Regions from separate parts of the Sus scrofa genome. Here regions 2, 3 and 4 are each linked to region 1. The links are chromatin contacts, called in public HiChIP or PLAC-seq maps. All regions are on one chromosome and are shown on one strand. Each heading gives the region's core, a stretch centred on a gene start, on an enhancer-like site or on the middle of the called end of the contact. The rest is flanking DNA. Distances are from core to core; before and after follow the strand shown. Region 1 overlaps RAB2A (ras-related protein Rab-2A). Region 2 has its middle 170 kb from the start of CLVS1. Region 3 has its middle 250 kb from the start of CLVS1. Region 4 overlaps LOC106510075 (a long non-coding RNA gene).

Evidence for each region. HiChIP or PLAC-seq counts read pairs in DNA pulled down with a chosen protein or histone mark.
Region 2: a contact with region 1 is called in an H3K27ac HiChIP or PLAC-seq map of alveolar macrophages. The contact joins two enhancer-like sites. A contact is called at or near these places in 8 of 47 Hi-C or Micro-C datasets (alveolar macrophages, embryonic fibroblasts, heart right ventricle and 4 more) and 2 of 2 datasets of contacts at active chromatin or transcription factors (alveolar macrophages and skeletal muscle).
Region 3: a contact with region 1 is called in an H3K27ac HiChIP or PLAC-seq map of alveolar macrophages. The contact joins two enhancer-like sites. A contact is called at or near these places in 1 of 47 Hi-C or Micro-C datasets (fibroblasts) and 1 of 2 datasets of contacts at active chromatin or transcription factors (alveolar macrophages).
Region 4: a contact with region 1 is called in an H3K27ac HiChIP or PLAC-seq map of alveolar macrophages. The contact joins two enhancer-like sites. A contact is called at or near these places in 2 of 2 datasets of contacts at active chromatin or transcription factors (alveolar macrophages and skeletal muscle).

What each region holds. Positions count from the first base shown.
Region 1 is chr4:72,813,018-72,821,017 of Sscrofa11.1, forward strand. The region is part of intron 6 of RAB2A (ras-related protein Rab-2A); the gene reads right to left. Among named protein-coding and RNA genes, the nearest start is that of CHD7, 63 kb to the left of the region's middle. Within about 2 kb of position 4,929, at least 3 of the 83 cell types and tissues checked have an H3K27ac peak or open chromatin away from gene starts, as enhancers often do. A contact at or near this core is called in alveolar macrophages, where this site is marked.
Region 2 is chr4:72,422,608-72,430,607 of Sscrofa11.1, forward strand. No RefSeq gene overlaps it. Among named protein-coding and RNA genes, the nearest start is that of CLVS1, 170 kb to the left of the region's middle. Within about 2 kb of position 5,319, at least 3 of the 83 cell types and tissues checked have an H3K27ac peak or open chromatin away from gene starts, as enhancers often do. A contact at or near this core is called in alveolar macrophages, where this site is marked.
Region 3 is chr4:72,501,041-72,509,040 of Sscrofa11.1, forward strand. No RefSeq gene overlaps it. Among named protein-coding and RNA genes, the nearest start is that of CLVS1, 250 kb to the left of the region's middle. Within about 2 kb of position 3,456, at least 13 of the 83 cell types and tissues checked have an H3K27ac peak or open chromatin away from gene starts, as enhancers often do. A contact at or near this core is called in alveolar macrophages, where this site is marked.
Region 4 is chr4:72,545,277-72,553,276 of Sscrofa11.1, forward strand. LOC106510075 (a long non-coding RNA gene) reads left to right here. Exons shown (of 2, transcript XR_002343300.1): 2 at 1-1,210. Among named protein-coding and RNA genes, the nearest start is that of CHD7, 210 kb to the right of the region's middle. Within about 2 kb of position 4,140, at least 1 of the 83 cell types and tissues checked has an H3K27ac peak or open chromatin away from gene starts, as enhancers often do. A contact at or near this core is called in alveolar macrophages, where this site is marked.

The DNA.
Region 1 (8,000 bases), core at 3,679-6,178:
GCATGAGCTGATTCAAGACTGCAGGAAGAGAAGTGAGGTTAAAGTAATTAAGCAAAGACTTCACCATCCAAACATTTTTTACTGTGTGGGGGAGAAACTGTGCTAGGTGTTGGGGATGCCGAGATGAAAAGATAGTCTGTATTTTCAAGGAATTTTGTCCTTATAATGAGCCAATGTGAAAAAGGAGGGTCATGACGGGGAGCTACGATAAATACGTGCCTGGAGAAAAGCGTGCCCACGTGCTGACCCTGTGGGTGGTGGAGGTCGTGTGTCTCAGCACAGCCCAAGAGGAGGGACTAGAGTGGCTGTACCCGAAGTTCAGGTGGGAAGGAAGGGCGTCTCAAGGGCAGAGAAGACTTTCTATCAAAGGGGTCAGGAACACCACCAGCCGACAAGCCCTAGGTTTACCAGGGAGGGCACGGGGGAGGTAGCAAAAAACAGGGGCCTGTCTTCCAAGCTAAGGAGCTTGATTCTGACGCTGCGGGGAACCACTGCATGGATTTCATCAAGCTGGAGAGTGACACTCAGCTTTAGAAAGATCTTAACAGGCAACAGCAGAGAGGACTGAAAAATGAAAACAGGGCATCCAATCAGGATGGAGTCACAGAAGAGGACAATCTGGAGAGAGATTTAACACCAGAAATAGTAATACACATGTGGAAAGTGATCCATATTAACTGAAGAAATAGTGTAAAGGGTCGGAAAAGAGAACGTTCTAGGATACAGGACAGTGATCATCTGTACACGAGAGCAGAGACAGGCTGTCCCATGTAGTCTGCACGTTAAACTGGGACAGTCCAAGACCCACTCATGCAGAACTGCGCAGGGACAAGTGGTCAGGGTGGAGCTGAACACACAGCCTAAGAAGGCTATTCCTGGATTTAAGTGCCATTTCAACTGGAAAAAAGAGAGGGTCAAGAGTCTGGAAGGCTAGAGAGGCAGAGAGAGGACAGTGTCATGGAGCTAAAAGTTTACAGAAGAGTGGTTCAAAGCATCAGATAAACCCAAGGGACCCTTCAAGGTAAGAAAAGCATTTGTAGGTGAGGCAACCAGGAGGTCCAGGGCTGTGATGGAGGAAGTCAGACTGTGAAAGGAGGCACAAAAAGAAAGAGGAAACAGAGGTAGATCTTACTAGAAACTAGAAGAGAACATACCCAGGAGAAGAGGGCCTGAGAGCTTTTGCTGTTAGGATGGGTGAAACGATGACGACGGCATTCTATGCTGAAAGCCAGGAATCGGCAGAGGAGAGGACAAAGCTGACTAGACGATCTGAAGAAATAATGTCTGTGGAGCTGGGAAAGGATAGCGTTCTACTGGCCTCTCCTGTTAGTGAAAAGCCCACTGACTTCCCAGCCTGCCCACTCCTCAGGGGGCGCCCCGGTCACGGCACTGACATCATCCTGTAAGCCGGCTCCAAATGTGGACTTTCTGGCCACACCCCAGACCAACTGGGCCTACTGGGTCAGGAGCTACATCTTAACAGGATTCCTAGGTGATGAGAAAGCACATTCATGTTTGACAAGCACTGTTCTATATACAACTGATTTGGAAATATACATTATTTTTTTAGTTGCACCCAGGGCATGTGCAAGGGCCCAGGTCAGGGACTAAAGCCGTGCTGTAGTTACAGCCTGCGTGCAGTACCAGAAACTCGACCTACTATGCCAAGGGGAACTTCCTGATTTCGAAAAAAAATATTTTTACGAGATACTCTGAGCTTAAGAAAAATGTAGTCCCCATTCCCCCACTGCAAACTCCATGTTACCATGAAGTAAGAGAATTAGCAAGGGTATCTGTCTTTTGGATACTATGCACCCCACTACAATTCCATTGTTTCTTTAGGTGGGGGGTGGTATGGCTAAATCACATTTGGAAACCTCTGGGTTAAAAAGAAGTCAAGTTTTTTAACAGTGGGTTTTTAGAAACGAATACACTGTTGCGAATTCTGGTTTTTTAAAGGGGGCATGGACTCTAGCTCCTCTTAAACTCGTCTGACCACAGAACCCCGTGCAGGAGCCATGGTTTTAATTCGTGCTCCTCAAAGCAGGCCAGGCTAACCCTCAGTACAGCTAGTCTCTACCGTGTGGGAACGGATGCCCAACGCGCCTGGGTTCGCGTGCTCTGTGAAAGAACTTTGACAACGTGCCACACCACTCCACAGCCGCCTTAATATTTCAGGCACTAGATATGTCTTCTTCATTTGAAAAGACTCCTGAAAGACGTCTCCACTTAGCAGACCCCCTTCTAAACGCTGCCATCCATGTGCCTAAGCAAGACCACCAGAGGTCAGGCACTGGAGCGTCTCGTAACCCCGATACTAACTCCTCCGTGTGTCACAGGAGAGACCACTGGGCTCACACCTTCCTGGAACCCTGCAGACTGGGACAATAAACGAAACTGTGGTTCTGGAATGAACGGCCAGGGGCTGGCAGCCGAGCAGGCGTGTGGCCAACGGGGAGCCGGGCAGTTAGCAGGCAGGCGTGCTACCTTGATGTCCTCACCAACCTTCAGGCCTCAGTTGAAAATGGAAGTCAAACTAATATTCAAAAACATTGGAGTTCCCGTCGTGGCGCAGTGGTTAACGAATCCGACTAAGAACCATGAGGTTGCGGGTTCGGTCCCTGCCCTTGCTCAGTGGGTTAACGATCCGGCGTTGCCGTGAGCTGTGGTGTAGGTTGCAGACGCGGCTTGGATCCCGCGTTGCTGTGGCTCTGGTATAGGCCGGTGGCTACAGCTCCGATTGGACTCCTAGCCTGGGAACCTCAATATGCCGCGGGAGCGGCCCAAGAAATAGCAACAATAACAACAACAACAACAACAAAAAAACATTTACTGCTGGTCAGAGGGTTGAGTCTTTAATTCCTTAACAGCAAAATCTTTAGTAAAACAGAGGTCAAAATAATCTTTTTTGCCAACGAGAGGTAAACGAGCCTAAAGGTCACTTTCCTAGTCAAGACTGCAATGACACTATAGATGCCCTGTGAGTTCAGCATGGACACTGCTTGAAAAAATGACAACTAAATACGTGGGTTCCTCCATAGGCCATGCACTCAAGTATATGTGTATAGCATCCAAATAGCAAGTTTAAAAATCAGTAACAGGAATTGAAAATGTAAAGAATGAGTTCCAGTCTCCTACGAATTACCATCTGGACAAAAATACTGGTTGAAAATGGCCTTTTTTTTTTTTCCTTTTTCTTTTTAAGGCCACACCATCGGCATCTGGAAGTTGCCAGGCTAGGGGTCGAACTGGAGCTGCAGCTGCCAGCCTACATCACAGCCATGGACATGCCGATTTGAGCCACACCTGTGACCTATACCGCAGCTTGCAGCAACGCTGGATCCTTAACCCACTGAGCAAGGCCACGGATCAAACCCGCATTCTCGGAGTTCCCGTCGTGGCTCAGTGGTTAATGAATCTAAGAACCACGAGGTTGTGGGTTCTATGCCTGGCCTTGCTCAGTGGGTTAAGGATCCGGCGTTGCAGTGAGCTGTGGTGTAGGTCGCAGACGTGGCTTGGATCCCATGTTGCTGTGGCTGTGGTGATTTGGCCCCTAGCCGTGGGAGTGGCCCAAGAAATGGCAAAAAAAAAAAAAAAAAAAAAAAAAAAGACAAAACAAAACAAACAAAAACGCCGCACTCTCATGGATACTAGTTGGGTTTTTAACCCACTGAGCCACAATGGGAACCCTGAAATTGGCTTCTTCATTTCATTGACATTTAGGAGATGAATTCTGGGGTATACTTCTACTATGACATTTAAGGGTGTATTTCTTCAGTGAGTAACAAATAGGATGAATGATAATAGCCATGTTTGGGGTCATCTCAGGTTGTAAAAAACTGACCAAAATCCACTTCGTAGGAGGAATGAATTCTCTTACTTTAACTTTTAATTTGGAAATTATAATTTACAGTTTAGAAACACACATACTCAAACATAAATGCTTGTGTACCATAGCAGTCTGTTACTACAGAGAGATTTTATATGGAGAGAGCTTTCTATGTTTGTATGTATATAATGTCTGCATATTCATAGTCTGTGTATGGTATTAATCTTATATATGATTTTATAAACATAAAATGATATCCATCTATTATTAAATAGTAGCTCTTAACTGAGAAATTCTACCTCCATAAGTAATATCTAGTTTAGGCAGACTAGGGTATCATTTTATTTTTATAAATAAACTCTTTAGAAGATAATTTGCAAAAAAAAAAAAAAATTTAAAGTATAGTCTTGGGTGCCATTTTTAGCTTCATATCCCTGTTGAAGATCAGCAGCATAAACTCAGGTAAGAGCAAAACAGCTGGCACATCAGAGTTAAAGGAAAATAGTAAGTCCAAGATATAAGGAGAGCAGTGCTAAATGAAGGTGTTAGTAGGGCCTGAGATGGAAAGGAGAAAGAGGACAGTATGGTTTAGAAACACAGTGTACTTGGCTCCAAGCCTGAAAGAGGAGAGGATGCTCACTGTGGGATTCACAGGTCAGAGACAGCCCATAAAATCAAAGTGATGTCCTCTTGCAACAGGACTTACTGTCTTCACTCCCCCGCCCCCCCCCGGTTGTCAATGAAATGAAGCTTTTTAAATATCAAAATACATACCATCCTACCTACTACAAAATGAATTATGCTGAGTTGTTGGTATCACACTTCATCGGTTTTAACTGCATCTTACAATTCTAGCTGGTGTTACTGATATTTAGATTCCCCTCTGAGGAGGGCTATCCTGTGCATTTTTCTCTAACACCACTTTGGCCCTTCTCTGCCCCAACAGATCCTTCATGGTGAATCTATTATGCTGAGTAAACCAGTACATACAATATTCTTGATATTTCCATTATCAAGGATCCCTCATGCTGCCTTTATAACCATCCCACTTCCTCTTCCACGCTGACACCCTGCTTAACACTAGAAATGACTAATCTGCTCTCCATTTCTCTAATTTTGTCATTTCGGTCAAGTCATATAAATAGAATCATACAGTGTGCAACCTTCTGGGACTGACTTAACTCATTGAGCATAACTTTCTGGAGATTCATCCAGGTTGTTGCAGGTAATAACAGCTTGTCCCCTTTAACTGCTGAGTTGAGTAGTTGTCCACGGTGCTGGATGGACCATACACTTTGTCTAACTATTCATCTGTTCAAAGACATCTGGGTTGTTTCCAGTGTTTGGTTATTATGAGTAACGCTGGTATCAACAACTGTGTTCAGGTTTCTGTGTGTACATCGGTCTTCATTTCTCTGGGATAAATGCCCAGGGTGGAATTTCTAGGTCATGTGATAGCTGCACATCCAGTTTTTAAAGAAATTGCCAAACTGTTTTCCAGAGTGGCTACAGCATTTTCAAATTCCCATCAGCAATAAATGAGTGATCCAGCTTCGCCACATCCTTGCCAGCATTTGGTGTTTTCACTATTTTTCACTGTATCTATTCTGGTAAGTGTGTAGTGATATCTCATGGAGGGTTTAATTTTCATTTCTCTAATGGCTAGTGATGCTAAATATTTCTTTTCAAGTGTTTATTTGCCATTTATATATCCTCTTTGATGAAACATTTGCTCATGTCTCTTGCTCATTTTCTAACTGAACTGTATGGTTTCCTTACTATTGAGGTTTTCTTTTCTTTTTTTTAGGGCTGCATCTGTGGCATACCAAAGTTCCTGGGCTAGGGGTCGAACCAGAGCTACACAACTACAGCAATGCCAGATCGAAGCTCTGTGACCTGCACTGCAGCTTGCAGCAACACTGAACCCTTAACTGAGAAACAATGTCAAAGATCAAACCCGGAGTCCTCACGGATACTAATTTGGGTCCCCCTCCCACCCCGGCTTTTTTAGGGCCACACCCATGGTATATGGAAGTTCCCGGGCTAGGGGTCGAATTGGAGCTGCGTTGCTAGCCTATGTCCTCATGGATCCTAGCTGGGTTCGTTATTGCTGAGCCACGATGGGAACTCCACAAATTGGGTTCTTAATCTGCTGAGCCACAATGAGAACTCTATTAAGTTCTGAAAGTTCTTTATTGCACTATTTTTATTTTTTTTTTATGGCCACACTTTCAGGATACAGAAGTTCCCAAACCAAGGGCTGAATCAGAATCAGAACTGGAGCCTATGCCAGAGCCACATCCATGACGGATGTCATAGCTTGTGGCAATGCTGGATCCTTGACCCACTGCACCATGAGGGAACTTCCATGATTTTTTTTTTTTTTTTTTTTTTTTTTTTTGGTCTTTTGTCTTTTTAGAGCCACATATGGAGGTTCCCAGGCTAGGGGTCCATTGAAGCTATAGCTACCGGCCTACACCACAGCCACAGAAACACAGGATCTGAGCTGTATCTGTGACCTACACCACAGCTCATGGCAACACTGGATCCTTAACCCACTGAGCGAGGCCATGGATCAAACCTGCAACCTCACAGTTTCTAGTCAGATTCGTTTCCACTGTGCCACAGAGGAAACTCCCACCATGATCAGTTTTGAGTTAGTTTTTTTTGTACAAGGTGTGTGGTTAGGTCCATTTTATTTTTTTTTGCTTATGGATGTTCAATTTCTAGAGCACCATTTGCTGAAACAGATTTCTTCCACTGTTAACTGGTTTGGCCCCTTTGTTAAAATCAGTTGGGTGTACTTGCATGGGTCTATTTGTGGTTCTCTCTGTGGTTTCACTGATACATCTCTGCCTTCGCCAATATCACACAGTCTTGATGGCTGCAGCTACATGAGACCTGAAATTAAATAGTGATTCCTCCTACTTTATTCTTTGCTTTCAAAGTTGTTTCAGCTATTCTAGTTCCTCTGCCTTTCAATACATAGTATCAGATAATTACAAAAAATTTTACTGGGATTAGATTGATAGGAATTGGGTTAAATCTGTATATAACAATTTATGGAGGAAGTGACATCATTACTAGGTTGTGTATGAATACTAGGTTCCAATCTCTCCATTTATTTAGATCTTCTTTAATTTTCTTTCATCAGCATTTTGTAGTTTTTACCATACAAGTCCTAAACATGGCATTTCTGATTTGTACCTAAGTATTTCATTTTCTTTCTCTTCTTTTGGCTGCCCTGAGGCATATGGAGCTCCTGCACGAATGAAGCCGAAGCAATGCCGGATGCACTGTGCTGGGCTGGGGAATGAACCCTCATCCCAGTGCTCCCAAGCTGCTGCTGAACCCTTCGTGCCATGGCAGGAGCTCATTTTCTTTTTGTGATTATAGACAATATTGCATTTTAAATTCTGATGTTCACTGAAGGGTTATAGAAATACAGTAGATTTTTAAATATATCTGTCTTGTATCCTGTAACCTTGCAGAACTCACTTTTTAGCTCTGGTTATTTTGTAAATTCTTTGGGATTTCCTACAGAGGCAAGCATGCCATCCGCAAGTATGAATTTTTATTTCTTCCTTTTTGAGTTGTATACCTTTATTTCATGTCATCTTCTTTTTTTTTTTAAACTCTTTTCTTTGGCCACACCTGCGGCATGTGGAAGTTTACGGGCCAAGGATCACACCCAAACCACAGCAGTTAACAGAGCCACAGCTGTGTCAATGCTAGATCCTTAACCCACTGAGCGACCAGGGAACTCTTTTGCTTGCTGTTCCCCCCACCCCAAGGGTTAAGTGAACATTTTTTAGAATTTTATATTGATTTATCTACTATTGTTTTTTAGTGTTTCTCTTTGTATATATTTTAGTAGTCGCTCTGAGTATTGCATTATACATATGTGTGTGTGTAAAACTTAACACAGTCCACTAGTGTTGTCATTTTACCAAATCATGTGAAGTGTAGAAACGTGGCCTCCCTTGCTGTCTCTTTGTCCCCTTCTCTGCCACAGTTTTATGGTATTTCCTATAGTACACAGAGAACCATATCTGACATTACAGCTTTGTTTCAAGTGTCAAATGTAATTTAAGACTTAAAGGCTTTAAGAAAAAAGTCTATTATAACTATTCATACTTTTGGTTACTAGTATTCCCTCTTCCAAGACTCT
Region 2 (8,000 bases), core at 4,069-6,568, 390 kb before region 1:
GAACAAAGGACCACTTCCCTCGCCACTCCACAGTGTCCGGGAGGCTGCATTGTTCTCGGATCCCCATTCTGGAGTTCCAGAAGACCTCATTTCCTCCAGCCAGTCTTTCTCCTTCCAAGGCAAGTGGGGGACAAAACCAGCCCCTTCATCCTCCTGGGCTCAGATTCATCATGGGCTCAGATTCTTCATCGCCTCAGGGACCTCGCAAAAGGCCCAAGATGCTACATCACTGCAGGACCCAACCTCCCAGAGATGCGGGGGTGGGGAGCGGGGAGGGGCTGTGGGGGCGGGAATAAGGAGGGCGGAGCCTTATGGGAAAGTCAGAGAAGGTCCAGGACAACTAGGTTTAGAGTTTGATCCCTGGCCTTCCTCAGTGGGTTAAGGATCCGGCATTGCTGTGAGCTGTGGTGTAGGTTACAGATTCGGCCTTATGGAGAAAGTCAGAGAAGGTCCAGGACAACTGGGTTTCGGGTTCGATCCCTGGCCTTCCTCAGTGGGTTAAGGATCCGGCATTGCCGTGAGCTGTGGTGTAGGTCGAAGACGCGGCTCGGATCTCCTGTTGCTGTGGCTGTGGCTTAGGTCAGCAGGTACAACTCCGATTTGACTCCTAGCCTGGGAACCTGCATATGCTGCTGGTGCGGCCCTAAAAAGACACCCATAAAAAAATCATCAGGCGCACCCAAAAAGTGTCATTGAATTAGCCTTTATTCCAATAAATGTTTTTACCGTGGAGGTCAAGTTAAATCAGTTCATACATAATATAGTATTTATGAATAGTAATTTTAAGAGAAAAAGAAAAGAATATAATGGGGGGAGGGCCTGTGTTTTCTAGCTCTCTACTGTCCTTGAGAAGTAATTGATCATCATTGTTGGGGTGTCTGCCTGGTCTTTATTCTTCAAACAAAGTCTGAGGGAGGTTGCTGAGCCTGAGGGAAATGGTGTTCGTGTTGCTCTCAGACACCTGCACCTCTGTGCTTGTATTAAAAATTACACTGACCAGACCTTCCTTTTTCCCCTCTCGGAATTCTGGCCACCCCGACAGTGCAGACCAGCTCTCAGGAACATGAGACAGGTCAGAACCCCGGGCTATGGCACGTCTGTTTTTCAGGATCAAATTCAAAGTGCTGGCCAGCTCTCTCCTGGCGGTGAGGCTGAGAAATCTTAAAATTACTCTTTGGTGTCTTGCCCTTATTTTATCAGTCAACTTTATAAAGAATAAAACAAAAAGCATAGAACTTCAGACTGGAAAATGCAAACAATGGAAGGAAATGACGGAGACACTGATTTTTTGAGCTCTCAGGAACAGTGAAGCTTTGGTGAAGGAAGAGTTTCAGAGCCCCCCCCCCCCGCCCACCCACATAATCATCCTAGTGAGTCAGGGTAGGAAAGCTCCAGATCTCCAAAAACGAAAACACTTAAGACTAAGAATTTCAGAAGGGAGTTCCCACTACGGCTCAGCGGGTTAAGAACCCTGCTAGTATCCATGAGGTTTGGGGTTCAATCCTTGGTCCCACACAGTGGGTTAAGGATCCAGCATTGCCACAAGCCACAGTGTAGATAGCAGATGCAGCTCAGATCTGGTGTTGCTCCAAATCGACCCCTAGCCTGGAAACTTCCATATGTCAAAGGTGCAGCCCTAAAGAAAAAAAAAAAAAAAAAAAACAATTTCAGGAGGGGTTTTTTTGGGTTTTTTGGTTTTTTGCTTGATGCAATTTGCATCCTTAAAATTTCAACCTTAAAAATAAATTTCAGGGAGTTCCTGCCATGGCACAGCGAAAATGAATCCAACAAAGAACCCTGAGGATTTGGGTTCAATCCCTGGCTTTGCTCAATAAGTTAAGGATCCTATGTTGCTGTGGCTGTGGTGTAGGCTGGCAGCTGTAGCTCCAGTTCAACCCCTAGTCTGAGAACCTCCATATGCCATGGGTGTGGCCCTAAAAAGCAAAAATAAATAAATACATTTTTTTAAATAAATAAATTTCAGGAGTTCACATTGTGGTGCTGCAGAAATGAATCCAACTAAGAACCATGAAGTTGTGGGTTCAATCCCTGGCCTCGATCAGTAGGTTAAGGATCTAGCGTTGCCGTGAGCTGTGGTGTAGGTCGCAGACGTGGCTCAGATCTGATATTGCTATTGCTGTGGTGTAGGCCAACAGCTGCAGCTCCAGTTGGACCCCTAGCCTGGGAATCTCCATATTCTCAGGTATACGGGAATATACCCTACACGGCCCTAAAAAGCAAAATAAATAAATTAATTAATTAATTAATTTCAGGGTATTCAAAAAATCAGAAACTAACTTTTTTAAACATACATTTTCTCAAAAAGCTATATGTACTCCCATGTTCATTGAAGTTTTATTTCCAACAGCCAAGATACGGAAGCAACCTAAGTATTCATCAATCAATGAATGAATAAAAAGCATATGGTATATACACACAGTGGAATATTATTCAGCCATAAAAAGAATGAAATCTTGCCGTTTGCAACAATATGAATGGACCTTTAGGGCATTATGTTAAGTGACGTAAGTCAGAAGAGAAAGACACGTACTGTACAATCACAATTATATGTAGGGTCTTCAAACAAACGAACGCACAAGCTCATAGATACAGAAAACAGACTGGTGGTTGCCAGAGGTGGGCAGTGGGGACTGCCAGAAATAGCTAAAGGTACAAACTTGCAGTTATAAAATAAATTAGCCATGAAGATATAAGGTACAACTGATGATTATAGTTAATAATATTATACTGTAAATTTGAAAGTGGCTAAGAGACCAGACCTTAAAAGTTTTTATCACAAGAAAAGAATATTCTATAACCACTTATGATGACAGATATTAACTAGACTTGCAACGGTGATTATTGTGCAGTATATGCAAATATTGAATCCTCTTTTTTTTTGTCTTTTTTTTTTTTTTTGTCATTTCTAGGGCCACTTCTGCAGCATATGGAGCTAGGGGTCTAATCAGAGCTGTAGCCGCCTGCCTACACCACAGCCACAGCAATGTGGGATCCGAGCCGCATCTGCAACCTACACCACAGCTCATGGCAACACTGGATCCTTAAGCGACTGAGCAAGGCCAGGGATCGAACCCGCAACCTCCTGGTTCCTAGTCGGATTCGTTAACCACTGAGCCACGACAGGAACTCCTTGAATCGTTATTTTGTATACCTGAAACTACCATAATGTTGAATGTCAATTATACTTTAATAAAATAATAAATTATTGTTAACTCTGAAAAAATACATATACACATTTTCCAATAATGTGCTCCACGCATATCTTCAACTTCCATACTCCTTTCTTGACAAAGTATCTTTAAACTTAAAGCTTTAGGTCTGATCATGCATGTGGAAAAGTAGATGCTATTGTCTAAAACATCTGGAAACTCAGGTCAGATTGTGTTTTTATTGTGTGTTTATCAGACGTATCCTGAGTTGGGGACTTCCCGTATTTCTTTCTTTTTTCAAGACCTCTGCTTCTTTTTTGCAGCCACTGTATCGGTTTTCCCTCAGGAAGCACTGAACACAGCTTCCACAGAGAACAACTGCAGATAAAATAAAGTCACACTGAACACTTTACTCAAAGTTGTACCCAAATGGGGGGTTCCCGCTGGGGCTCAATGTTAACAGGCCCAGTTAGTATCCATGAGGATCCTGGCCTTGCTCAGTGGGTTAAGGATCTGGCATTGCCGTGAGCTGTGGTGTAGGTCGCAGATGCAGCTCGGATCTGGTGATGCTGTGGCTGTGGTATAGGTGGTATTCGACCCCTAGGCTGGGAAGTTCTGTATGCCGCAGGTGCAGCCCTGAAAAGACAAAAATAAAAAGCTGTACCTGAGCAGCAACAGCGTGGCTGTGGACCCACATTAGATGTCTCAAAGGAAGCACAGCTCAGAGGACTTGGACAACTTCCTAGAAGGACTCTCGGGTGCCCGAGTGTGGGAAGGTCGTTCCTGGGTTCTCAACCCCGTGGTAAGAGCTGCTGGTTTCTCAGGCCTTGAGCTGTGGATCTGGTGAAACCCAATGTGACCTTGGCTCTGATCTCTCCCTTTGAACCTGGGAATGACCGAGAAGACCTGAGGAGAGGACCAGCCGGGGAGCAGATGAAGAACTGCGTCTCCATCTCTCCATCTGTCAGGCAACAGCGAGACGTGAGGTTCCTGGGGTCTTGCTGTCCCCCCTGAGTTTCCACACCAGTCTACCTCGCCTAGCCACATAAAGGTCATTTGCACTATGACTGAGGTCACCTGTCAAGGTCGTTCCAGCCCTGACTCTTTCACCAGCCTGTGGGAGTGCCTTGCTGGAGCAGCAGCCTGGGGTGCAGCCCCTCCCCCACAAGGCAGAAGTGACACCCCAGTTTCATCTGACCTTTTCAGCCAGAAAACTTCGCCTCCCCTGGGGACAGGGGTTTCCCTCCCACCCAGCCAGCCATCAGTGGGAGGGGGGTCCGCTCTGGAAACGGCCCTGTGTTCTCTTCCAGGACTCGCCCCTTTCTGAGGCGTGTCCTCCAACTTTCTCTCACCTGGTCAAACCCAGGTCCCCCAGTGAGAGAGAAAGGACAGAGCTTTTCTGTTGCACAAGGCAGACATTGGGAGAATCCCTCATCCTGTTTGAAGGTCCTGGGCCACTGCTCTGGCTCTTCGGCTCCCCGCTATCCCCTGAACAGGGTGTCCTTCCCACCTCTCCATGTTGACCCGCCCTGGGCCATGTGACGACAGCAGGCGGCATGCAAACGGCGGCTTGGGGACTGGCTTGCTCTCCTTCACATCTGCCATCATCATGGGAAGGACAGGCCAGCGCTGGCCTGCTGTCCCCAGAGGAGGATGGAAGACACCATAGCCAGCACCCTTTCCAGATGGAGCTCAGGCCGTCAGACTTAAGAGCTAAGAGGGGGCTGCAGTCTTCAGCACTTGAGTTTGGGGAAACTTCATTCCATGGTACTTCAAGGTGACAGTTGACAAATACATCCTATTGCAGTCTCCCCGTGGGGATGGCCCTGATTCGCGCACTGCAGTTGGGCTTAAAGATAGAGGAGGCCTTAGAGCCAGAAGCCACACGGAAGAAGGAACAATGGTCTTTCCCTCATTCTCAGCCCTTCCTCTGTGCGCTCCTCTCCCCAGAGCTCACATACCAGATTCATAACTGGAGGAGGTGCTTCTATAGAGGGCAGCAACCCCCGCCCCCCTGTTTCCTTCCTTCATTGTCATGTTTTCCTTTATAGCCCAAAGGACCCCCCAAGAACCAACTGGTTATTGACTTCTGCTCACAGTCATTAGCGCCTTGGTCAGCACCGTTTATCTACTGGGCAGCATCACATGCGTTAACCGCAGACAGTGACAGGAAGTTACTTTAGAAGGAGACTCAGACACACAAAGGCTGTGGAGGAGACCTAGCAAGACCTAGGGAAGCGGCAGCTGCTCACTGGGCTCCTGCTTCCACCTAGTCTGAGAGAATAGAGCAGTAGTTGCTCGGATAATGATAACAGGGGCAGGGAGGTTTTAGCACATGACTAAGCCCCCTGCCTGTTCTGTCACCCTGATGTCCTTGCTGTCCCCAGTCAGTGTCCCTCCTATCAGGACAGAAGCAGATCTTCCCCACAGCACAGTTTCATCATCCTGGATGCTGCCCGCCCTCCCTCAGCCCAGGCTCTGCTTTCTGGACCAGCTCTTGATGGCTGGGCTGCACACCTGCTCCCCACACCCCACTCCTAATATATAATGTCTCAGACCCAATTTGAAGGTCAAGTGTCTTTGCCTGAAAGCTAAAACCTTCCACCGCGGCATTGCCCCCTGATTTTATCTTGTTTCATTTCCTCAAATCCTTCACCCCAATCCAGAAGACTTCAGCTTTCTATCCGCTCTGTCATAAAATCTTAATTTTGTACCTTTCTTTCCATGGTTTCCTTTCATTCAGAACAATGCCCATCAGTGTTTTCTTGCTTTAGCTCCTTCTGAAACCCACCTGTCCTACAAAGGGTTTCATCAGGAAAAGTCTTGATCCCCTCATCCCCGTTCTGCACTGAAATATTGATGCCCCTCATGCTGCTAGACTACAAGTTCCTCAATAGCCAGGAACTTTGCAATTGGTTTGGTTCTCTCTGCTGTGCGGTCCTATGTTCATTTACTACCCCAAACGGAGAATAATAAGAGAGTAACGATGTGAAACCCAAAGGCAGAAAATGATTTTTCTTAATGGGCACAAAGAGAAACAGACATTGTGAATGACTCTGGTGCCTTTGCAAGGACCACAGAAGTTTCCCTTTGAGCATCTGGCTCTGGATGAACCTAGTATAGGATGGATGGATCAGGAGGTGGGGGGACCCAGGAGGGGGTGGCCCCTGGGTGAGGAGGGCTCATCCATGGAAAGATGGCACCGGAAGCCCACAATAAGGGCCAGGCAAACCCCATGGATTTGTCCCAATGTCAGGCAGCATGCCGAGGAGCGTGTCAGGAGAGGCAAAGCAACTGTGCCTCTTCCCTCCTCCCCAGTGACCTCCTGCCCACTGGCCACCCTCTCCCAGCCCAGCTCCACCCCAGGGCTGCCATTCCATCCAGTCCTGTTCTCCTCAAAGAGTTTTCTTTCCTTCCTCTCACCAACATCCCTTCCTATTCAGTGGAATAGCTACAGTTTACCAAGTTGCTCAGAACCTTCAGGACTTGGAGCTAATGTATTCTGGAGCTGAAATAAACTATCTCACTTAGTCCTTGCAACCGGATCCTTAACCCACTGAGCAATGCCGGGGATTGAACCCACATCCTCATGGATACTAGTTGGGTTCGTTACCGATGAGCCGCAACAGGAACGCCAGTTGCTTCCTTTTACAAAGGAAGAAAGAAAAGCCCAGGAATTCATAGCTTTCCCAAAGATTTGGACCCAGCAGCCTGACTCCCAAACTTACATCTTTCTACTGCCCTGGACCCCTCTTCCACGGTAGCCGACCTCTCAACGTCCTTGGGCAGAGGCAGCTCAGGAATATGTGGGTTTTCAGGTCGTAACAGAGCCAGCCTTCTAGGCAGGGGCTTTTCCAGTGCCTTGGAAAGTCGGGTGCCCAGCATGCAGTTTATGCCCAGTGAATACAGATGAGCAGAGGAAGAGCTTATGGGTAATTGCCTTCTCCATCTCTGGGCAGAATCCTGCCCTTAGTTACTTGTCAAGACATTCTAAGAGGAATTCCCATTGTGGAACAACAGAAACGAATCTGACTAGTACCCATGAGGATGCGGGTTCAATCCCTGTCCTTGCTCAGTGGGTCAGGGATCTGGCATTGCTGTGAGCTGTGGTGTAGGTCACAGACGTGGCTCAGATCCTACGTTGCTGTAGCTGTGGTGTAGGCTGGTAGCTGCAGCTCTGATTTGACCCCTAGCCTGAGAACCTCCATATGCTGTGAGTATGCCCCTAAAAAAAAAAAAAATATTCTAAGAGCTCCAGAGGAGACCAGAACTTTGCCCAACTCGACCTGGCCCCTCCATCTGCAGAAGGGTAAATGTGAGGTGTGTGAAGAGCCCCTATCTGTGCAAAGACTTAGTCACCTTTATTTCTCCAAAATCGAACTTAGCTGTCTCTGCAGCTCCCCATTTCCACTGATGTGGGAGAATTTAGTCTTGCTAGGAGTTCCCTGGTGGGCTAACAGTTAAAGATCTGGCATTGTCACTGCCATGGTGTGGGTTCGATCCCCGGTTAGGGAACTTCTGTATGCCGTGGGTGGAACCAAAAGAAAAAAGAAAACTTAGCCTTCTTAATTCATGATAATTAATGCGATTTATCATGAGATTTTTTTTCTGTCTTTTTTTAGGTAAGTACTTAGTCAATTCATACTTTGCTCTCCATGTCTTCTCATTTCCTTCTCTCCAAGACTGGCCTAAGTTCTCTAAGACCGAAATTATTTCCGAATCAAAGATTGGAAGACAGTGGTCCTGTTAGCGGTAAGTCCTCCCATCTAGATGGAGACTGAAGCATGAATCTCTGTGGTTGGCACAGGGCCACCTGCCCAGGCAGACAAG
Region 3 (8,000 bases), core at 2,206-4,705, 310 kb before region 1:
GAAACAATGAAACCAAAAGACAGTGGAACCACTCCTCAGCATCTGAAAGAAAATAACTGTCAGTCTAGAACTGTTTTCTCAGAAATATCATCTTTTGAAAATAAGAAAATAAAAATATCTTGGCTAAATAAAAACTGAGACACTTGACCATTAATAGATTCTTATCCAAGGAATGACTAAAGGATGAACATCTAAAAAAACAAAATGATCCTAAAAGGATGTTCTGGAATAAAACAAGAAATGCTGAGATGAATTGCTCAGGAAAGCAGAGAGGATTTTAAGGCAAAAGAAGAAAGGGAGACAAGAAAACTGGCAAAAACAGCAACAATTAGTCTGCATCAGAAGAAAAGTCTAATAGATGTTTCATTGTGTTTTTCAGTATAGGATGGACTGTGAATTCTTCCTGAATTCCCACCATATCTTCAGTAAAGTAAACATTTCTCTCAAGTGCTCCGTGGAGCTAAATTTACTTCTCAAGTTAAGAGTAAGAGCCTTTCAAATGAAAAAGTAGGGCAACACCCCCATTTCCACCAAGATCAGGCCTCAGTATTGATAGCAGGTTTCAAGCACAACTTTGAGGAAAAGGGAAATCAAGAAAGGACATTTCTGGAGCACTCCCACAACCAGGCACCACACACTGCTCTTTTCCAATAATATGTCACTGACCCCTCACATACAAGGTATACATGGCCACGAGATGTGTGTGGCCATTACATGGGTGGATGAAGGCATGGAGAAGGGTACAGGCACAGTGACATAGGCCTTAAGAATTTGGAAATGCATTTTCACCTTGTGATTACATTATAAAATCAACACATAATGGGTAAGATCAAAACTCTAAGAATTTTTCTAATTAGAGACAATCAGAGTATTTCCTGAATCAGGCATCAGCAAACTATAGCCTGCAGGCCAAATCCAGCCTACTATCTGATGGGGTTTTTTTTACATTGTTTAATGATTGAAGAAAAAAGAAATAAAGAAAAATATTTTGTGACAAGTAAAACTATACAAAACTCAAATTTCAGTAGCCATACAATTCTCTTGGAACATAGTCACGCTCATTCATTTCATCTACTCTATGGCTTTTTTTGCCCCATCATGGCAGAGTTGAGTGACTGAAACAGAGGTGACAGCATAGGGGTCGTGTAGGGTGTAAGGAAAGAGGCTGGGACTGTTATTTCAGAGGAAATAATGCCTTGTAGCCACAAGGGTCCCCCATGCACCCCCCTTGATACATGTACCCTGTCTTCTCCTGCTGTTTCAGCTCCTTTTTCCTTCTGCCCAAAATATTTGTTATCAGATTCTTTACAGAAAGTGTTTGCCAATCCCTGGCCTGATTGATAGTATTAACATATTTAAAGAAAAAAATGTAATAATCAGAAAGGTCAAAGGAAAAAAGTCAAGAATCTGAAAGCCAGATATTCCCATGCAAGTACTAACTTGTGAGGTTAGCTTGACAACGGCCCAGGATTAGTAAGATCAGTTCAGGCCTGCTGCAAACCGATGCATCGAGCTAAACTCATGTACCAATAGTTGTTAGAGCACCATTTATCAAGCAAGGCAACGTGCCAGACATTGTGCTTCACACCTCATCTGCATTATTTAACATAATACTCAAAACAAGACCCTGAGTGAGGTGGGTGTTAATTCCACTTTAGTGGTGAAAACAATATGAAGTTCAGAGAGCTTAAGCAGCTTTCCCAAGGCTATGCAGTGAGTAAGTGGAAGAGTTAGAGTCTTGGACCATCTGAATCCAAAGCAGCTAACCACTAACCTATACTGTTATTAATATTCTGATCTTATACCCACTTAAAAACTGTCAGTTTGGTCCCTACTGCCTCTGCAACATCTACCCAAAGCCTACAGCACCTTAGATAATTAGACATTGTTTGCTGAACACACGAAAGACCCTATGCTCACCAAGCAAGGTTTTTATTATAGTTTAGCTTCACATGTAGTTTTCTGCATGAAAAGACTGCAACAAATAGAGAACTCAAGACTTCCACCTCATGCCAACTCATTCTACCTCTCTCAAGATAAGTAAAAATGGAGTTTTATGTATACACAGGTCATTTATGAAGTTGTTTAGTGGAAATCAATCTCTGATCCACTCTTGGGTGAAAACAAAATCAAGATTTTTAGCCTGCAAAGCTGTGGGGACCACTCTCTGTTCACACATCAGCACCCATGGACTTTTGGAGACCTTCCAGATGACAGCCTGTCTTGCCAGGCCTTGCTGTGAGCCCACCTCAGTCAGGCTAAGACACAGAAGGCCCAAGTGCCAAGGCCACCTCAGTAGCAGGAAGCTGGAATTCAGAATCAGTTCTTTCCTGTTTTAGAACCGGTGCGGTTTCCCTCTGCCATAGGTTCTCTTTTGTATAAAAAGATGCCTACGGTCTTCCATTTTCTTTAGGTACTCGAGAAATCCATATATATTTTAGGAAAAAAATTAACACAACAAATTAGAGAATAAGTTACACATGTCCCTTCTCCCAGAGATGATTTATTCATATTCTAAGTTATATTTTTCCAGATTTTTTTTCTTATGTATGCATGTTTTAACCAAAAATGCAATTGTACTATTTTATAATCTGCTTTGGCCTCTAATGGTGTGAATATTTTACGATATTCTAGACATACATATAGTCATTTTTAATGTCATCATGTTTTATTGTATTAATATGCCATAATTTATCCAACCAAAGTCTTACTCTCCTGTTTGACAACTGAATTTGTCCTGGTTTTTAGCTCATAAACTCATTTGTCTATCTTATTCTCAGTAAGCAATTCCCCTCAACTCCAGCCCTAGTCCACACTTGATCTCTGTCTCAGATGCTAGTGTTAAATTTATACTATTAAATTTATAAATCAGCTCTTTGCTCCATCTTTGAATGCAGAATTAATTCAAAATAGACACGGTTGTTCAACATGACAACTTTAATATTACTAGTCAGTACATATTGGATGCCACAGTTTAGACATGGCCACCACTGGCTCTTCCTAACAGAAGATCATGTCTGGAACAAAAGACAACCCAAACCACGGCCACCTCATACCCTCCAAGTTACAACAAGCACACAGCAAGCAGCAGACCCAGGAACCCATGAGATTTGTGGGCTGGCAAATCTTTGAGACAGGAGAAGTCTAAGACACCATACTCGCTTCTCACCACCTCGACAATCTGACCAAAACACAGGCCCACCCCAGCAACCACCACCACCCACCCCCGGCCTCAGGAAGCAAGAGGAAGAGGCTGGGGGGTCACCCCAGAAGAGGGCCCACAGCAAGTGGTGACACACACACCTCCGCCCGCCTCTCCTGCTGCCTCTTTGCCTTTCTCCTCCTCCCCCAGTTCTGAGCCGGGATGGCTCCCCATGGCTTCCCCATATGTCACATGTCTGTCAGAAGGCCATGACCACAAAGCTACGCGTTTGCTTTGGCCACGGCCACAGGCTCGGTGCGGCGGCGGCCAGCCCCACTGACTCAGCCCTGGTCAGGGTGGCCAGTCTGTAGAAGGCACTGGTTTTGTCAAGTGAGTCATTCTGAGCAATTGTAGAAGCTGATGAACTCTGCAAGGACCTCTTTCTTCTCTCCCTGCCTCTGTCCCTTCCAGGCAAACACTAAAATGTCCTGGTCACCTCTGGCACTCCCACTGCCCCTGCTCCCTCCAGGGGGCCACAAACTCGCCCACCATGAATTTGTCTGCCTGGGGCAGCATGGGCAGCGCCTCAAGGTCTTAGCTCTGCCACTGGACTGTGTGACCTTGGGAGAGGCACCTGGCTTCTCTGAACCACAGTGGCCTCATCTGCAGAATGCAAGGCAGCGGTCCCCCGGGCCCCCCACCACCCCCACCTGCCTCAGTTCTTCCTTGCCTCATCTGCAGCTCCCCCCATCTGCCCTGCATCTGTTCAGCTCCCAGAGACTGGGGCTACGCCCAGGCTTGCTCAGGTGCCCACCCGCCTGCCTCTTCCACACCCCTACCTCGGGGCGCTGACATTAATCCCGCACCTGCCCCTCACCTGTCCCTAGGTTTTCTAGGACAGGAAGCGCAAGTAGTTGTCCCCATTTCCTGGCATTGTGGCCAACTCTGAAGAAAGGGGAGGGGATGAGACAGGAGAAGCTGTTCAAGTCTCAGCGTTCCGGACATCTGGAAATTGACCCAGTCTTTCCTTTCCGTGGTCACAACCCTCCAAACACAAACTCTTACCTCTGAGACTGCGAGCTGCCCTTGAAGGGCACCGGGATGGAGCAGGGTGGCTCAGCGGGCAGCTCTGGCGCCGCAGAGAGTTTGGCCCGGAGCCGGGCCTGTGAGAGCAGGAGCTGCCCCGCTCCAGAGCAAACAGTCCTGGAAAGACAATACCAGGCTTCCCCAAAGAGAGAGGAGTTCTTAGCAGTTGCTCTTTCCTGGGTGACTGGGTGTTCTCTACCCTGGAAACATAGTCTGAATAGATTGATTCAAAAAGTCATTTCCCAGAGTTCCCATCATGGCTCAGTGGTTAATGAATCTGACTAGGAACCATGAGGTTGCGGGTTTGATCCCTGGCCTCGCTCAGTGGGTTAAGGATCTGGCATTGCTGTGAGCTGTGGTGTAGGTTACAGACGCGGCTCGGATCTGGCGTTGCTGAGGCTGTGGTGTAGGCTGGTGGCTACAGCTCCGATTAGACCCCTAGCCTGGGAACCTCCACATGCCGCAGGTGCGGCCCTAGAAAAGACAGAAAGACAAAAAAAAAAAAAAAAATCTTTTCCCTCTTGTTCCAAATTAAGGCAGGGTCCCCTGTCACCTCTGAAAGGATGGGGACAGAGATACTGGAAACAGGGAGGCTTCCAATGGCTACTTCTGTACACCCCCTCTGCAGAGTATGCGCATTCAACCCGTAAAAACCAGACAGGAGAATGCAGAGAAAAAGGCCAAGAACACGCTGCTCAGTTTTCTGGAAGACTTGGGCATAATTTCCACCTCCAATGGATCTCATTGCGCAGATGATTTTGCATGTAACATAGACTTTTTTTTAGCTCGAAAATCTGGTGAGGGAGAAAAACACTGTGGCCTTTTATATGGGAAAGTGTCTCCCTAAGGAAATAATTGAAGGCCCCAATTGCTCAAGTCTTTCAAAAGAGACTGTACAAAGCTCTCCTGAAAATACTGTGGGGAATAATTCTGTGTGAGCTGGGGAATTGGCTCGATGATCTAATAGGTCTTTGCCCTTGCTCTAATTTCTGTGATTCATGTGTGACTTATTTAATTGTTATCATCTATTGCAGATATATAAAAGAATGCTTTTATTCTTAAAAAAAATCTAAATTCAAATCATCTTTGATATCACACCAAGTTCTTACTCCCATCAGCCTTCAGAACATTGACATATTAACTTTTTGACCTACCTTGAACCCTCCCGCTCCCTCCCAGGATACAAAAAGTACATCTGCCGTGCAATGCTGGGTGTAACGGGGAGCCCCCCCCCCCCCCCCGCCGCCAGTATGCTGAAAACAGGTTTGGGCAAACGAAGGGTTAAGTGAAGTCCCCCAGGAATTCCAATCTGTGCAGGCTGCTAATTCAGAAGCTGCCTGGGGCCTAGGTGTAACCACAGCCAGGCAAACAATGCCTAACTGCCTTATCCTCGGCAGCATTTAGCATTTATCATGGTCAGAAAACCACCTGTTACTTGGGAGTGATTCAAAAGAAGTCTGAGCCATAATTAAAGCAATAATGAATAAAAACATATTGCGACGCACTACCCAAACCCCAGGCAGATGTGTGCTTTAACTGTGGGCTTGATCTGTGCTATTAATTTGGAATTTAAAATAACAGACAACAAAACAGAGACCAAACCAAGACCCTGCCCTGCTCCAGAGTTTTGTTTCCTTTCATGTCTGTGACAGTTGTGGTTAGTACCCACTGCAAGCAGAGCTGACTGTTCTTGCAAGCCCTCGTGGCCTCTGGTGGTGGGCAGCCAATCAGAATCTAACATGCCCCTGAATCACCATGACCACCCATCACCGAGGCTGAAGGCCACTGGGGCTTCCAGACTCCCACACTGCTGAAGGCTCCCTCACGGAGGCCTTTATCCCTGCCCAAGCTGACAGCAGATGCTGTATCTTAGAAGAGTGCACACCTGACCACCTGGGTCCTGCCAGGAGATTCTTCAGGCATTTCACTGGGAAACATCTGAAAACACGTATCTCTGACTGTCAGCAGAATGATAAATAAGCTCAGGAACTCACAAGGTTGGGGGGGGGGTGTCAGAGGCAGGGAGGGGTCAGTTTCTCCTTGCAGGTTCTGTTTGGCAGCTAATGGTTTGTTTTTAAGGTTCTGATTCCATCTCTTTAAGCTTCTGCCAAATTTTCCGGGAGAACCAGGCTCTAGAGAGGGTGAAGGAAAGGGCAGTTGGGGGGTGAGGTGAGGAAGAGAGGGGCGAAGCAATTTTGTGGTACGCGGGTGTTCATAACTTTGTATTCAACATTACTCTTAAAAGAACTCAGAATCTGGTTGACATCTATGCAAATGTGTGAAAAGTGGAAAAAGACAAGCTAGCGTTCATTTCAAAAGTTGAAAGCATCGCTTTGATTTGCAATGATCTTTAATCTACCTCTTTTACCACAAAGAAACACTGCAAAGAAAGGAGCCCCAAATGTCATGAAATATAACCTGCTGATGTTCTGTTGGCATATATTTTAATTCTTGAACAATTACCCTGCCATATACATTTATTCTTGAATGTTACATATTGACACATTAAATTTTGGAGCTGAAAGAGAAAGCGACACATGTAAATATCCTCAAACGCAGAACTGACTTTAAAGTGTAGTCTACTAATCTGCATGTGTGAGTGAGTGTGGGTGTGTGTGTGAGTGTATGTGTGAGGGGGTATGTGTGTGTGAGTGTGTGGGTGTGTGGGGGGGTGTGATTGTGGGAGTGTGGGGGGGTGAGTGTGAGTATGGTTGTGTGCTACAGTAAATCTGTGAAACGGATAAGGTATGGCTGGTTTATTGAAGTTGACTTCATGAAACCCTCAAAGATTCTGAATATTCGTGTTCATGCCTGGAAAAAGTTTTGAGTAACTCTTTTCTGGGATAGATTATCATCATATTTAGGACATGATCTCTAAACTAGCAAAAATAAGTGGCACTAATATGGATTTGTACTTGAGAATTGCCTTTATGTGGCTACAGTCATATTATTGCCCTTAGAAGGCTCCCAATTGCTTTTCAAATTAATGACAAATTGTAATTAGTTCAAAACTACCCAAACATCTTTTCTAGATTCACTTTCCATTATTCTACAAACTCTGTACCAGCCACACAAGCCTCCTGGAGGCTTCTCAGAGCTCACTTAAGTGTCTTTATCTCTGTGTCTTTGCTCACCCCATTTCCTCCTCTTGAAATGCACTTCCCTCCCAATTCCAGTTGAAAATTCACACCAAGGATCATCTCCGGGATACTTCAACTATGCCTTAGTCATCACTGGATCCTCAGCATCCAATGACTTGGCAAACATGCATGACTCAACATGCATGACTCAGCATGTACTGAATGAGTGGATTTCATATCCTTTTCAAAAATTAGTCTTATAATTAAGTCTTCTCCTATCCCTGTCTCTACTGGAGCCTAGAGTTCGGGGTTGGAAGACTCTGATGGGACTCCCCCTGTTGTACCTGGTATCACAGTTACTTGTCTACTCGTCCCCCCGACCCCTCCCTCCAGCCCCCTCCATGGTGTCAGTTTATCTTGCTGACGCTCTGCTGGCTACTGATTCACGTCCCTTCCACGCACTCAGCGTTTAGCAACAATCATACTATCTAACATGGGAACGGTGTGGAAGATTTTACAAAGCACCTTCACATTTATGATCTCATATCAGCCCTACAATCAGTGTACAAGATAGAAAGGACCGCCACTTGACAGATAACAATAGGTAATAATTATTGAGGGCCGGCTTCAGGCCAGGCACATTAAATACATGACTTTGTTCAACCCTCACGTCCACGTGAGGACCGCCCTGT
Region 4 (8,000 bases), core at 2,890-5,389, 270 kb before region 1:
AAGGCCCTGCGTGTCCAGACTCCCCTCATGGCAGGACAGACCTCAGCTCCCTCGGGGTTTACGTGAGGGCGCTTGTGGAGAATCCATCTCTAATGCCACAGTCGTGGAGATCAGGCCACATGGGCACATGGCAGCTGAGCCCCTGTGAGAGAAGGACAGGCTTCAGCCACCACCTTGGCCTTCGAGGGCTGTAGCTCACGGACAGAGAGAGTATGACCTGGCTGTTACATGTTATCCTGCACTGTGCCCACCCCCACCCCTCATTCCCCCACCTCTTTTTTTTTCCTTTGTGACCTTTATTGCTAAATTCATTAAGGCACGTGCGCATCTGGGCAGTTCTGCTGTATTACCATCCACTCCCGCTAAGTTATCACCATCTAATCACACCCTGTGTGGATCAGCACCCCAATATCAACTGCCAGGTCGGTCCATGTGGAGAACACTTTGACATCTGGATTGTCTTTTCCCTAGCATGTGGCGAAAGCTCAAGGGGGCATTTTCAGAAAGTATACTCTGTGGTAGTTCTAAAATAGTCCTTGGAAAACTATATGGAGATGCCTCAAAAAATTAAAAACAGAACTAGTAATTAGGATCCAAAAATAACGAGCCAGTAATTCCACTCCTGGGTATTATCCAAAGAAAAAGAAAACACTAATTCGAAAAGATATCTGCACCCCTATGTTCACTGCAGCATTACTTACAACAGCCAAGATAGGAAAACAATCTAATACCCCTCGATAGATGACGTGGCGTGCGTGCGTGTATGCGTGTATGCGTGGCGTGGTGTGTATGTGGAGAGAGAAAGAGAGAGGAAGTGGAATATGACTCAGCCACAAAAAAGAATGAAATCTTGTGATTTGTGACAACATGGATGGACCTAGAGGGTAAATTACACCTGAGTAATTACACCTAAATGCTAAATTTTAAGATAAATCAGTCAGTCCTATAGGTGTAATGTCCAACATGATAAAGATAATGAATGTCACTGTATGTCATGCATGAAAGTTGTTAAGAGAGTTATCATATATCATAAAATATGTATTTTTTCCCTGTTTCTTTCATGCTGTATCTGTATGAGATGATGGATGTTCACTCAAGCTATAGCCATCTTTTCATGACATATGCAAGTCAACTCATTACGCTATACACATTAAACTTACATGGGGCTGTGTGTCAATTATCTCTCAATAAAACTGGAAGAAAAATACAATAAAATAGTTCTTGAATACTTCAGAGGGTAAGAGTTTAGCATCACAAAGGTTTGGCTTTCCCAAGAAAACTGTGATCCTGGATGATGCGGGCAGCACATGTCTCATTTTGTCCCTGACAACCCCTGACCTTGCCGAGTGAGCACTTCTGGGGGAGCCCAGCCCAGGGGAAAGCAGCACAGCAACAACGCCCACCACCCAGACACGTGGGGGAGCAAAGGGACCAGCCATGACCTCAAAGAAAAAAGCTGATTCACTTGCACTCACTTTATATGCTGAGCCCAGACCGTTCAGAGACTTGATAGGATTTTGAGAGGATGCAGGGGACCTAGGAAAATGGAGCCCTGAGAGCAGGGCAGGGGTCGGGGTGGGAGCGAAAGGAAGGAGAAGGAGCGGGCAGTGGGAAACAAGGAGTGAAAGCCCTTGAAGGCAACTATTCCCATCATCCTTCTGCGGCCATGCCCGACACCGGGAGAATTAGGGGGCAGTGAGTGGAGCCAAGATCAGACGTGCTCTGTAACAAGGCAGGGGACCCTATTAACTGTTGGTTCTGGGTCTCTCTCTACCCCTTTCCTTCAAAAAATAGCCAATATATAGAAGGGTTAAGAGTATTGCAGCCAGATAAGTCTGAATTCAAATGTTGACTGTCCCCGAGTCATTTTATGTCCCCTGGTCATTTTAATCTGGATTCAAATGTTGACTGTCCCCTGGTCTGAAAGTTACTTCTTTCTGCCTCCATTTCCTCATCCATGAAGGTGTTAACAGTTCTCTCTATCTCAAAGGATTGTAAGTGATAACAATTGAAAAGTGCCCGGCACATAGAAAATGTTTGGTAAATATTAGTCGCTGCTACAGTATCTTCTCTCCCCTCCTTGATTATTTAAGCAGCCCTGTGATAACTGATGTGTGTATAGATTATTGACAAAGCGCCATCCTCCTTTGGGCACCCTGAGGCTGGAGAGAATTCTTGGGATGTCACTTTGATCTCGTGTGAGTATACCGTCAGCAGAAATTAATTCACATACTAGATTTGTCAGTTGCCATAGGCTTCAGGTCCATCTTAGGAAAGACCTTGAACAAAAGAAGAAAGAAATAGTCAAGGTCAAAAAGTGAATCTGGAACCTCACCAAAGTGGGCTCTTACACAAACGATGTTGCAGAAAACATGAATTTTCTCAGAATGATCTCCCTTGATAAGCAGGTAGAAGCTTTGGTCTCTACATTCCCGGAGAAAAGCTGTAAGAAAGAGGCCTTTTCAAGGACTCCAGATCCACACCAGGGAAAAAACATCCGGAATATCTCCACACCAGCCTCTGTCACACACAGACTTGTTGAGAGGGCCTTCCTGATCTCTGCAATTTCATGTTTCCATTTGAGGGTGGGTTTTCCCAGTGTTTGACCCGCCCCAGGGAACTTACTGTGTTGGTTTAAGAAGAACACAGAGACGTCGTTGAGGATGAGACTTGTACATTTTCTGTTGAATTACCCCATTTATTGTGGTTTGCCGTCTTCGTCAGGCTTTTCATAAGGCTGGAGATTCTCGAAATCCTCTCCTTATCTTCGGAAAGTAAACTGGTTATGAAAGTAGCTCTGGTAATATTCATTTCAGTTTTAAACAACTCTTTTTTTTTTTCTATTTCATCACAGTCATAATTAATTTCATGGCTCAGGTACACGAAGAGATTTAAAGCGATGTTTATAAAATGAATTCGGCTCTCCCTCATCTTATTTAGAGTTCTCCATTGTGTATATATTCAAATTGCAATGGAGAGGCAATTTATGAGCGAGCTCTCTGGTGTCCTTGATTCTGTATCCTCTAGAGGATTTATTATTTAGCTCTTCTCCTCCCCTGGGACCGGCAGGCACACCATGTGGCTGAAAGACAGCAGCTTTGCCACCTATTCTTAAAAAGAAATTGTTCTTCAGACACCACATTTGGGATATCTTGCTGAGGCTCAACAGTGGGGGCTGGGGAGGGGTGGGGGTGGGGGAGGGAGAGGAGAGGGAAAGAGTGGGGGGCATCTACAGGCTTCATGGGAGAAAGGCCACGTGCAAGCATGCACAGCCCTGGAATGGGGCTAGGGAGACGGTTCTAGTCCTGCCTTTGCCCTTGTCTCACCTTGATCCTGGAAAAATCATTCACTCCCCGTGGTCACCTTTGTCAGCAAGAAGATGAGGCAGTTGGAATGGACAAGCTCAAAGGTCTCTGCCAGCTGTGAAATTCCGCGACCTGCCAATCTACCAGCTCTAAAATTCTTCATTGGCTGGTTCTCATTTCGGTGTGTCTTTGGGGTTCAGCTAATTGATTACACGCATATATACACATCCTTACAATTACATCCCTTTGCCTGGATTGAGCCACATCACGATCAACAGGAAAAAAGACTTCAGCTAGTTGGTTACTGGAGCTGCCCCATCCAACGCGAGCTGCTAGTCTTACTTGATCATAATACAGTGGTCAAAAGAGAGAAATTAATGTTAGTATCATTTTGTGAGCTAACTCGCAGGCTTGGATTTTACCGATGTCCTTTCTCTATTCAAGAGCCCACATGTTCTCCCACTCTAAGAGCCACATTTTAAGTGCTGCATGGCCACGCATGGCAACAGTATGGACAGTGCAGATATAGGACATGTCCTTCATCACAGAAATGTCTATTGGACAGTGCTATAATTAGAAGAAAAACTGTTTCTAAATAAGGGACTAGCTCGGATGCCCCGGCCTGGCTACTATCCCAGGGGGTAGTCGTCCTAATCTCTGATGGACCAGTCACGGTCTCCGAAGCCAGTCCCATAAGCAAATAGTCATTTGACGGGCAGAATTTAAGGCATGAAATACCTGCTTAAAAATACCTTCTCCACGAGTTTGTCATGGGGTTTCCCCACCCACTCTTGCCCTCTTCTCTTCCCTCCCACCCCTGCCAACTTCCTCTTCTCTGTGCTGATCCCTGGTATCTCGTGAGTTTGTTAACTCAGGGAAATGGCAGCTAAAGAGACGAAAAGAGTGCATTTTCCCCTCCATTCAAATGTGCCAATGATCATGGGGCGTAATATTGTTTTGGGGGTTTTGGTTTTAACTTTTGATGCTGAGATGATTGTAGATGTACCACTGAGGAGTTGCCAAAATAACCCGCTCCTCATACTGCGCCCCCATGTTAACATCTAACTAAATCATAACACAATTATCAAAACCGAGAAATTAACATTAGTATCATTTTGTTAGCTAAATTGCAGGCTGTATTTGGGATTTCACCAGTTTTTTTCCCTGATGTTTTTTTTCTGTTCAAGAACTCAATTCAGGATACAACACACATTGTATTTAGTTGCCCTTTTCTTTTTTTTTTCCACACCCACAGCATCGGGAAGTTCCCAGGCCAGGGATCGAACCCACACCACAGCACTGACCTGAGCCACACAGCAGTGACAATGCTGAATCCTTAACTCACTGAGCCACATGGGATCTCCTGTCCTGTTTCCTTATCTCTTCCAATCGTGACACTTCCTCAGACCTTCCTCATCCTTTGTGACCTCAACACTTTTGAAGCTGCTCAGTTATTTTGTAGAATGGGTCTCCATTTGGCTTTGCCTGATGTTTCCTCGTGATCAGACTGAGGTCCTGCATTACTGGGAAGGAATCGTCAAAGGCAACATATCTCCGAGATGCCTCCTACCAGGAGGTCTGGAAGTGCACCCTGGCATGGGGACAACTGCAGCAGGTGAAGTCCCTGAAAAAGCAGATTCAACAGTGCTGATTCCTACATGTGGCTGCCAAGGGGGAGGCGGGGGAATGGGAAGGACTGGGAATCTGGGGTTAATGGATGCAAACTACTGCATTTGGAGTAGATAAGCAATGAGATCCTGCTGTATAGCCCTGAGAACTACGTCTAGTCACTTATGATGGAGTATGATGGAGGATAATGTGAGAAAAAGAATGTATACATGTATGTGTGACTGGGTCACTTTGCTGTACAGTAGAAAACTGACAGAACACTGTAAATCAACTATAATGGAAAAAAATACAAATCATTAAAAAAAAAAAAAAAAAAACAGTGCAGATTCTTGTCTCATGACTGCAGCCAGTGGTGTCAGGGTGGGTGCTGCAAAAGACAGACAGCATTAAGGGACAATAACCATGGGGTCTTCACTGGATAGATCCCGTGATGCTATTCCTTCTTCTCTCCACACGCCACCCCCCGCCCCCAAGATTTTCTGAAATTCCCAATATCTTTTTTGTTCGTTTGTTTCATTTTGTTTGATTTTTAGGACTGCACCCTTGGCATATGGAGGTTCCCAGGCCAGGGTCAAATTAGAGCTGCAACTGCCAGCCTACACCACAGCTCACACAAGGCCTAATTCTTAACCCAATGAGTGAAGCCAGGGATCAAACCTGCATTCTCATGGATACTAGTTGGTTCATAACCCACTGAGCCACAATGAGAACTCCCCCAATATCTTTCTTAATAAGTTTCTTTCTGCTTAAATCAACCACAGTAAGTTTCTGCTGCTTACAACGAAGAATGCTTACAGACAGAGAAACTGGAACCAGAGGTGGTTACAGGAAACAGACCTCGAGGTGATGACGGAAATCTGGGACTGGTCATCAGGCCCAGTTGGGGGGGAAAGCAGGAAAAGTGCAGGTTGACTGTGACGCTGTCAGGTTCAATGGCATGGTGGCAAACTGATTCATCGTGACTCATTGTCCTAGGGATAAAGTGTCCATTTATAGCAGGCTTCAGGGGCACATTGACTGCTGCCAAACAACGGGATAAAGCTACAAGGAATTAGAGATCTAAGGCTCAAATATGTGAATTCTTGGCCCAAAGCACAGTCAGGAAACATGGGACTTACATGACTATAGAAGATAAGCCTGAGGAAGCAAAAGCCAGGACTCAAAGCTGGATCCTGAGTGCTGGTGAACTATGTTGCCAATGAAACCCTCAGCTCTAATAGGTCTTTCATGCAAAATCTAGGGCATTGATTAGGAAAGAGTAAAAGCCCAGGCGTTCATGTGGTGAGCTGTGGAGGATCCAACAGGCTCTAAGCACTAGGGTCCTCTGGCTCCCTCAAACCTTCTATGAGGCCCATGACAGTCTATCCCCACTTCCCTGAAAAAGCCACGGCTGCCTTGTGGAAGAGCCCCCCATTACTTCATCTGAGCAAGAGCCATTCTCATGCCCCCATACCTACAACAATCTTACAGTCAGTTCCAGAACTAGAGTCAGGACCCAGGATGTTCTGGAAAGTCAACCATAACCCCAAACCTGAGCAGATAAGACTTCCATACCAAAATAAGCAATTTAGTTTAGCACAAGTCTGGAAAATACTTATAGAGATGTACTTTGAAGAGCCTCATCAAGGAGGGAAGCACATATTTGTAGACGGAACTGAATTGTATTGATATGGGAGAGTGCGTTCCGTGAGTTAGCTCAGGCAGCTGGCGACGGTTTCAGTTATTTATTTGTTTAGTCAACTGAAGCCTGTGCTCATTGATAATCCCTGCTGAGAGAGACCAGGATGCCTAAAATTAGCTGACAAACTATAGTAAATTGAAGGAATCAATCCAAAGACTTTGAGTTTGAAGGGAGAGAACTTTAGCTTTTTTTCATTCTCTGTTTTATCCGGAAGGAGACAGGAGCTGAGGCCAGTCTATATAGGCAGTGGTTAATTGGCCATATGGTCAGGAAACAGGAAAGAGTAAAATTTAAGAGTTGGTGACAGACTAGGGAAAGAATATGGATTGGCGTCTAAGAATAGGCACAGAGTGCCATGTCAATGCTCACTAGAGTCCCTCATGGTGGAGGAGGCTTTCTCTACTAGGATGGATGTGATGACCTATTTTCTGAGGGTTCACCTTTTTTTTTTTTTTTTTTCTCTTTTGGCTGTCCCACGTCATATGGAATTCCCTGGTCAGGGATCACAAGTACAGCAACTCTGGATCCTTAACCCACTGTGCCAGGCCAGGATCGAACCTGCATCCTAGTGCTCCCAAGACGCTGCCCATCCATTGTGCCACAAAGGGAACTCCGATGACCTATCTTCTGGATATCAGTTAATGGCTGTTCTCTGCAACGTAGTGCTAACTCAATTGTGGTTGTGAAGGGTAGAAGGGAAGCTGGGCATGGACACAAAATCATGGGCATGTCCTCAGCTGGCTGGGTATCCAGCTTGTCCGCAGCAGTGATTGACCCTAAATGTCAATACAATGCCATCTCCAGGAGGAACAGCCAGCCTCCTGGTAGCTGGCTAATTACGTTGGATCTTTTCCATCATTAAAGAGGCAGCAATCCACCCTTACTGGAATAAACTTATTCTGGATTTGGATCACCTTGGCTTTTCTTCCTACCATGCTTCTTCCTCCCTGACTCACACAGTCTTAATGGAAGCCTTATTAATCAGGATGATCCCCACATTCACACACAATTACTTCTCACCCATGCACGCACTTCTCAGCGAAAGACAGTGGGCGCTAGTCTGGTTCCCCGAGCTTCACCAATTTTACCGGGTAGCCCATTTCTCAGAAGCAGCTGCCCTTCTAGCTGAAGATTCAGTTCTAGCAACAGGAAAAGTAGAAAAAAAGAAATCTTGCTCTTAAATTGAACCCAATGATATTGCTGGTAAACAGCCATTTTTGACCTACAAAAATGGCGAGTTCCTGCCATCCAACCTAATGATATAGAGTATACAGAATGTGCTGAGCCCATCCATACCTGGTGCCTCCACCTGGGAGCAGGGCGGAGAAGGGATTGGTATGACCTGTGATCATTTGAAAGCATTCTTTTTCTGATCCCATCACTGG